2 separate regions of the Rattus norvegicus genome follow, and region 1 is linked to region 2. Evidence: chromatin contacts called from public Hi-C data. All regions are on one chromosome and are shown on one strand. The core of a region is the stretch at or near the end of the contact, and the rest is flanking DNA. Distances in the headings are between cores, read along the strand shown. Region 1 holds the start of Mcf2l (MCF.2 cell line derived transforming sequence-like). Region 2 overlaps Mcf2l (MCF.2 cell line derived transforming sequence-like).

Region 1 (4,507 bases), core at 649-3,148, 68 kb before region 2:
CTTGGGGGTCTGCCCCGAGGAAGCCTGGCTGCTCAGAAACACTCTTAGAAAGACATAGGCCTGTCCCTGTGGGGCTGGTGGAAGGCAGGGCCTACACTCAGCACTGCCCTGGTGACGGCTTCTCTGAGGCTGGAGCCCCCAGCTTGGCATGCATGGGGCAGGGGCTAGCAGAGAAGGTTCTGGAGCCGAGGGCACAGGCAAGTTCAGTTCCCCAGAGTCTGTTTTCAGATGACACACGTGTCCAAGTGTTAACTGACCCGACGCCTGGGACCACAGGCTCAGGGTTTCAGCGCTGCATAGCTGGGGTCTGCTTGTCCATGTGGTGACTCACTGCATCTACGCCACACCTCTGAAGTCTCCCTTCCTTTGCTCCATGAGATTATTTAAAACCAAAGCACCTCCGGTGTTCGAGGGCTTAGTTTTCAGAAAAGCAATAATTTCTATTATCTTACATTTTATCTATATGTTGTTATTACACATTGATTTGGGGACTTTAGCATGGCAATTATTTTACGGATCTTTACCTTCCAGGCCCTGAGTTCTGAGGACAAAACTGGGAGATCTGACATTTTGTGTCTTGATCCTTAGTTCAGTGCTGAACCCAACATATACACTGTTGACATGGCATCCTGGTACATACGTGTCTGACGCCAGGATGTTCATGCTGGAGCACATGGATGTCATTGGAAGCTGTGGTCCTAGGGCACACGCAATCGTCTCTATGGCTACTGACACATACATGTTGGACACTGTGGGGATACAGCACAGTCTACGGAGCCATAGTGTCGAAGCACATATGTTGGCCAATGTGGTGCCGATGCATATAATCTTAAATATTGGTCTTGGCGCACATGTATGTTACTGCATGTACAACATGTTGTCACATACATGTTGCTGGCCACCATGGTGCTGGTACATATACATGTTGGTGCATGTTTGCATTGTTGCACACCATGGTGCTGATATACTCATGTTATTGGAGTTTGTGGTCCTGGGGCTCACACGTGTTACTGAAAACCACGGGGCCATGGCACTCATCCCGCTGGCATGAACTAGTGTGAACTTTTCCAGCCCTGTACAAAATTCGAATCTCTTATAAACACTCCATCTCTTTAGGAAGCATGCGACCTGTCCTACCAAACAATAAAAAGATGGCCAGCAGCTGGAGGGGCTGGTGTGCACCACCCTGTGCATTGCAACAGTATGCTGTGCACCAAAAGCCCGGAACCGGTGTGGAGCTCGTGGTGTCAGATGCAGAATGTGGCCCTCTGCCAAACATGGCGAGGTTAGAGAGCCCTGGGCCTACAGCTGAGCTTCCTTCTCGCAGACCTGTGTCTTAGGTCTGGCACCGTCCTTGCGGGGAGAGTCAAGTCCTGCCCCAGCTACCCACCGACTCCTCTTACCTGGGCATGAGACCTCGTGGGGAGCGCGCTCTGGGCTGCTGTGGCCTCTGCACCTGCCCGGCAGCGGCAGGAGGTAAAGGGGGCCTGGGGCAGGAAGTAAAGGGAGCATTGAGCTCAGGCTTGGTGTTCTTTGGGTGGTTTGGGACAGCGTCCCTGCAGCAGCGTTTTCCAACCCCAGAGGACAGAAGCCCTAGGGAAAAGGGGGGGGGGGGCAAGGGCGGACCTGTGCGCCTGCGTAGCGGGGCTTTCAGATGCCCCCTTGATGCAAACTAGCCTCCCAGGTGCTCAGGTGGTGCACACGCATGACTCCAGGTGCGGGGTGGTGACACGCCCGGCAGGCTCAGTGCTTCCGCTTCCGCCTAGCGCCCCCCGCTCCCCCATCAACGCAAAGCGCGCCCCCCTCCCTGTGGCGCGGAGACCAATCCTGGGAAGCCAAGGAAAGCGCCACAACCCCCTCCCCGCTCCAGCCGCGCCCCCTCCCCACGCTCAGCCCCACCCGACAGCACCTCTGGTGCAGCGGAGGACGATCTTCTGGGGATCGGTTTTGTTGAGTCGGAGAATGAGGTTTTGGCTGAGAAATGAAGAGATGGCCCTAGAAGAAATGGTGCAGAGATTAAACGCGGTTTCCAAGAACACTGGTAGGAGGAGCCGCTGGCCTTGATTATATATTCTTAAGCTTGGCATCATTTGTGGAATTGTAGAGAATTGCATCTAATGGCTGTATAGCCGCGCTCATTCACTTTCCCCTAGCAGAAAAAGCAGCCGTGATGGGCATTTCTGACATCTGATCGGCTTTGTGGATTGACAGGGTGATTTTATTCTGCCTGACACAGTTTGGGAATTACAGATCAGTAGCACTGGCTTTCTAGGAGATGAGAGCTTGTATGCGGAGTCATTTGCCTGTGGGGGAGTCTGCAAGTCTGCTTGGGAACATCACCTCATTGCTGCGGTGGCCATAGAATTATGAGCCCAGAATGGCCTAGGGTCCAAGCCTTCAGATACTGGGATGAATGGGAGCCAAAGGATGTTCAATTATGGGAAAAATCCTCACCATGCACTGTCCAGCCTTAAGGCAAATGTTTGAAAATATTTTATTGGTTAAAAAGAGGGAGACTAGTGTAATTAGACATTCATTTTCAAGATTAATTGTCTGATTACTTAAAATAAGCTGTGAGGGACAGGCTGTAGCCTCCTGTAGATTTCAGCTCCTCAGAGCTGGCTGGATGCACCTCGCCATTGGCCTCATCGTTGTGCTGGGGCTCCTGGCAGAAGCAGGTACCACTGACTAGTTGTGTCTGGCATGGAGAGGAAATAATGGTGCGCAATTAAAAGTAGGTTGCTGTTTTTGTCGTGTGTTATATGGTGTGTGTGGCTATCTAGTTTTCTAAGTAATACTTTCCTGAGGGATTAAAATTTCATTCGTTGTCTGGCTTGGGTGTGGCACCCCCTCCCTGTATTAAATGACTAAGTCAGCATAGCCATCAAGTGCAGTGGTCTCCTGGCACTTGTGTAGACGGTCAGTTTACAACTCTGGCTTTGCGACAGAAATGGCTGTTTATTATAAATGGGTGAAAAGAAAAGACAGACATTTATACCTTCTGTCACCTTCCTCTTAGAGACGTGGCCCGTTTTTCTGGGTGTTGCTTGGGCAAGGTCTGGATGAATGTGGGACCCTGTGGGGCTGCCTGCCTGCCTGGGTAAGGAGGGGGACTTGCTGCTCTTCCCACCTATGCTTGGCTGGTGTGGGGGACTCACTCGTGGGAATTGCTCCAGCAGTGACGTCATCCCTGAGTTTCAGGTACTGAGGCTTCCTCATGGGCTCTGAAGGACACGACATGTGTGTTTTAACTTGTAAAAAGGCTCCCAGGGGAGCACATTCACTCACTGATGTGTTTATCCAAGCATCCTTGGATGGGCCCCGTGCCCCCTGATGTTTTTGCAGTACTAGAGTTACAGATTTCAAGCAGATCCGAAGATGTGGTCGGCAGGACCCTCTGTTGTGAACATCCCATTGTTCAGTGGTGGCGAGGGAGATGTCACCCACACCTGCACCCTTCCTGTCTCTCCTGCACACTGACCTGTTCTCAGCGTAACCCAATCTTTATCCATGCTGTGGCACCGGGGAGATGGGCTCTGATGGTTAGGGGCGATACGTCATGCAATGGGGACAGGAGTTGTGCACGCACAATGCAGGCTCTGGCTTCCACCCCTAGGGAAGTGGTGTAGGTCTGTGCCGTGGTTATCATTTGGAGCACGTCCTCAACAGTCCCTTCTAGCAGAGTGTAGCTCAAGGTCAGGATTGTTCATGTTCCAGGGGCATGTGAAGGTCATGGCCAGAAATGGGTAGATAGTTCTGGAAGCTTGAGCTAGAGACTGGTGAAGCTGCTTAGAACGCAGGGTTACAGCCGAGGCTGCGACTTTCCTTACAGCTGCAGGTCTGACCTTCTGCAGCCCTCCCCTGTGTTCACAGGCAAGTAGGAAGCCAGTGCTGGGGCCACGCAGCTGTGTCCTCTTTTCACATTTAAACGCTGTGTGCACTGACCCAGAACTTTCTTACCTGGGCTGTTTGGCAGGGCGTGATCTGTACTGTTTGACCTTGAGCATTGAGCTCTCATGTGTGCTTCCGAACCCGACCTTCGTCCTGATGCTGGGCACTTTCCAACAGCAGAACCCCTTCCAGCTACTCAGGCTCCTTTCCAGCATTTCCCTCTGTTTTGGTTTTCTCTTTAGATTTGCAGGATTTGGTGAAATACAAGAAACATTTAGGGGAGAAATGGCGGGGACTTAGCTGAATGTTCCTTGATGTTCAAGCCAGTCTGTTGGAAGGCTGGTTAAAGCACAAATGCGAGCCACCTGGCGCTTCTGACTCAGGAAGGCAGTGCAGCGATATCTGAGAATTTTCACTTTGAAATTCCCAGATGGTGAAGATGGTGCTGGCCCAGGAATCAAACTTGAAAACTGATGTAGCAGATGAGTCTTTAAGTACAGCCCCACTTCTTCATCGATAGTGGGTGGAGGTGCTTTCATGGGTGGATGGCTAAGGGGTGTGGATGGATAGATGAATAAAACGTAGACAGATGTGTGAGCGAAGGGTGGGTAGAAGG
Region 2 (4,375 bases), core at 153-2,652:
CCTCTGAGATGTCTATGTTTTCTTTAGTAAGTCATTCCCAGGTTAGAAGATGTGTTTCCAAATACAAAGTATTTTCCCAGGAAACACAGACATTCTAGTTTAAGACTGAAGCAGTGAACCTGGCCCACAGGAGGCTTTGCTGCCTTGCGCACTCCAGTGCATGCTGGGCTGCTCTTGTCAAGTGTGAATGTAGAACTTATTAGAACGAGGTTTCTAAGTGGGTTTCTGAAGCAAGCTGGCTGGTCTTTAAAACCACTTTGTGAACACAGTGGCCGTAAGGGAAGAATCTGACTGAATGTTTACATGGCCCCTTGTGTTCTCTGTTGTTGTTGCTTCTGAGTTGAACCTGGTCAGGGCTCTTGACCCTCCTGCCTCAGCGTCCCAAACACTGGAGCTGTAGGCGCACACCACCACGCCTAAATTGCATCGATTCGGACAGTGTAAAACAGGAGGTGTTTCCCTGTGACTCTTAGCATTTGCCAGAGCTAGGAAGTAGCAGGAGCTACCATTTATTCCAGCGAAACCGTCGTGAATTCGCTTGGATCTGCAATGTTTTCTTGCTATAAGAAATGACCAATGGTCTTAACACAAACCCAGCAGTTGGTCTAAGCAAGTACTCTAGGCCAGGCCTGGGGCAGGCTGGGAAAATAAAGAAAAGAGTGATCTGCGTGCAAGGCCGGGCGGGGTGTGCAGTGCAGGGAGAGCATTGCCACAGGGTCCCTCCCTCGTGGTCACAGCAACATGCAGGAAGCTGCTGAGACCCCCAGAGTGGGGACAGATCTACAAGGCAATTTGCTGCTGTTCTAGGACTGAGTCTGCCTTCCCGTGTAGCTAGAAGCCCTGTCAAGGCTCTCTGGAAGGACTGCATGTGTGAGAGAGTACGACACAGAGGGCAAGGGACAGGCGGGAGGAAGTGAGGACTGAGCGTGTCTCCAGGAGGAGGGGGAAAGTCTTAGTTATTCTTGCGATGAGGGAAGCAGTCTCAGCCTCACTAGCTGAGCCCCAGAGAAGGATGGCACACTAAGAAATAAGACTCCAGTCAAGGGGATCAACTGTCCTCCTTCTGAGACTCTGAGGGTCTCCTGGCAAGGAAGCACAGTGAGGGCACCGTGGGGCCTGGAAATGGGAAGACCACCCAGGTCCTACCGACACAGCACACAGCTGTGGAGCAGACCAGGATGCTTCCTCCAGGATTCTACCTTTACAGGGTGTCCAGAAGCAGCCTACTGTGGGCACAGCACCCAAACTAGGGGCTCCACAAGCACTGGGTTTTGAGTCTAGGTAATCTCAGGGAAATGCCTGCTTCAGGCCAGGTCTCCAGGAGGCTTTCCAAACAGGCCCTCTCAGAGTGCCACCAAAGCAAGGAGGCCCGGGGGTTTCTGCCTCCTGCTGCCAGGGTTCCTGCTGAGCCGCACTTATGTAAGCCTTGGGGATGACTGCTATTCTTAGCCACCGTCTGTGCAGCCTCGTGGGTTGGCGTTCCTTGCTTTGCGGTGGTCTTTTTTCCTTTTTGATGCCTTCAGCTTTCCTTTGAACCAGAAAAATAAGAAACTGGAGGAACCAACGATCCAGTCTCCCTAAAATACCAGTGCCTCCATCAGGAGAAAAGTGCGCGTTCATCTCTGAACATGCATGTTAATGCTCTCGGTTCCTGGTCACCATCAATGTGCAAAGACAGAGATGGTCCATCCCAAAGCTGAGACTCCAGGCACCTCCTCACTGCCAAGTAGTTGGCCCAAAGTTCTGAGTAGCCATTCTCATGGAGAAATAAAGCACCTGAGGGAACACTTCTAGGAGCTGTCAGCATCCCCCTCCTTGCTATGCTCTGTATGTTTCTGTCTGTTTGTCTCAAGGGTGTGCTAACATTTGAGGATGTATTATAGAATGCACATGCCTATCCTCATAGGTGGCCTAGTCCAAACTAAATCTATGCTCTGGCACCTTTCACTTAAGGAAATTGTGTGTGTGTGTGTGTGTGTGTGTGTGTGTGTGTGTGTGTGTACATGTGTGTGAGACATGTATGTGTGTGAACATGTATGTAAGAGAGTATGTAGTATGTATGTGTGTACATGTATGTGAGACATGTATGTGTGTGAACATGTGAGAGCGTATGTAGTATGTATGTGTGTGTTTGTATATGTGAGTTCAAGGTCAAGTACCTTCTTCAATTACTTTCTTCCTTATTCTTTGAGACAAGGTCTCCGGCTGAACCTGAGGCTCTGATCTAGGTAGACTGGCCAGCCAGCAAGTCCCTTCTTGTTTCCACCTCCCTAGTACTGGGGTTGCAGGTGATGCTGTCATATACCGTGCACTGCCACGCCTCTTTTTTCTATGTGGGTTCTGAGAGAATTGAACTCCCCTACAGATACAGATACAAAGCAAATAATTTTCTAACTGAGCTACCTCCTCAGCCCCAGGAGAATGAAATCTAAAGCATTGCCCAGTCTGCCCAAAGGTAGAACTCTGCTCTGGGACCGATGTAGTCTGTGCAGAACAACACAGAACTTGTGTCTGAGGGACCTGGGTTTGCCAGTCATCCAGCCATCTGTCACAGTTGCTGCGGGAAGCATTGCCTGATTCCTGTCCTGCTCCAGTCACTGGGGCTGCAAGATCAAGTGGCCACCAGAGGTCAGGAGAGTCATGGAGGTAGAGTGGGAGGCAGCACTGGAGGACTTCCAGGCAGAGGTGTCTGAGAGGTGGGCAGGGCATACTATGGATTTCCTCTGGGGCACTGTACCAAAGTGTAGGCCAGCGAGGGAGGACAATAAGTGAACCCAGAAGTTGGGCAGTGGCAGACCTCTGAGAGAGAGGGTCATATGGTTAACTCTCTTACTGAGTACAGAGTGACCAGAAGGTAGAGAGACGACAGGTAGGGAGACAACATGGGTGGGGGGGATCACTCGGCACCCAGCACTCCTAGTAGGCAGCCAAGCTTCATGTGGAGGTGTGTGCACCCCACGCTGGTCAGATGAGCAGTGTGAGACTGTGTGGGAGGCTGGGGCCAGTGGCTGATGAACATCACCTAGACCCTCGCTGCTCCTGTGAGTGCTCCAGTTTCACCTGCCAAGACATCAGGATGGCTCTGGAGGGCAAGCCTCGGCCTCCCATCACAGGAGTCTGAGCTCTTCCTACAGTGAGGTCCCAACTGGGCAGGGGTGCTCTGTACAGAATGTTCTAGAGGAAAGTGGGCGCAACCTGAAGGGTGTCTGTTTAAACACTTGCCCTCCATCCGACGGTCAGCTTTCCTATTTATTAACATTTGTTTTCTTAATGGTGTTTGCCAGTCTTAGTACTGGGGGGGGAGTTCTTATGTGTACCTCCCACTGCCCACTCCTTCCCACCGGATCTGGTCCATAGCTTTCTTTTGACAAATACTGAAGCAGTTTAGGAGAAAGGTTTGTTCTGGCTGAGAGGCTCCATCACTTTAAAGCAAGACAGACACTCAGCAGGGAAGGACATGACAGAGGACCACACCCGCTCACAGAGACCAGGACCCTGCAAGCGAGGGGTGACGGGCTACAAGTAAAACAGAGTTCGTACCAATGCAGCACCTTTTCCTCCAGTTCTTTATTTTAAAATATTTCAAGCTTACTGAAAATTTGTTAATAAAGGGAATAGCATGTGTTCTTGCCGTGACACTTTTCCCATGTGTCCATATGTCAGTGCATACACAAACACATACACACACGTGTGTGTGCACAGAGATATGTGCGCAGAGAAACACACAGCCATACTTGTACGCTTTCCCACACAGAAACACACACAGAGAGAATCTTGCTCACTCATACATGCACAGATATAGTCACATGCATACACAGAAGCAGGCACATACAGACGAGTGTGGAGTATACATCATGTATGTACCCATATACATATACAGGTGGTGGACATGCACTGCATGCATATACACAGAGGCACACATACACAGAAAGACACAAGCATACAGACATGTGAACACATACATGTGCACTAGAAAGCACACGGGCTAATGCAAAGTTGTATGTGCACACACATAGGTTCATGGACACTTACACATGTGCACATACACTCATATGTGGCTACACTTGCACACATAGGTATGTGTCTGGATACACAGCCCCACACATGCATGTACATATGTACACGGATGTACCTAAGCACACATGCACAAAGGCACATACGGCATATAGGAATGTCACACACACACACACACACACACACACACACACACAGTAACTCACCTGCACATACACGCACACACTGCCTGCTGAGCCCGTTTGACAACTGGCTACACCGTTGTGGGAGGTTTTCCTCCAATTCTTAGCTATGAATCCACAGAAAATAAAGCTGTTGTAAAACCAGGACCCGCAGTGGCAACGTGATGTTAATACTGGTA

Evidence for each region. A called contact is a pair of places that touch in the nucleus more often than the background predicts.
Region 1: a Hi-C map of frontal cortex shows a contact between it and region 2, with 2.5 times the contacts expected there. The contact joins the promoter of Mcf2l here to the enhancer-like site in region 2. A contact is called at or near these places in 2 of 12 Hi-C or Micro-C datasets (frontal cortex and prefrontal cortex).

Annotation. Positions count from the first base shown.
Region 1 is chr16:83,312,153-83,316,659 of GRCr8, reverse strand. Mcf2l (MCF.2 cell line derived transforming sequence-like) reads left to right here and starts at 1,898. Exons shown (of 31, transcript NM_001413769.1): 1 at 1,898-2,041. The coding sequence starts at 1,963.
Region 2 is chr16:83,243,513-83,247,887 of GRCr8, reverse strand. The region is part of intron 4 of Mcf2l (MCF.2 cell line derived transforming sequence-like); the gene reads left to right. It overlaps LOC134482421 (a long non-coding RNA gene), which reads right to left. Exons shown (of 2, transcript XR_010058501.1): 2 at 3,548-4,375. Among named protein-coding and RNA genes, the nearest start is that of F7, 43 kb to the right of the region's middle. Within about 2 kb of position 1,402, at least 22 of the 93 cell types and tissues checked have an H3K27ac peak or open chromatin away from gene starts, as enhancers often do.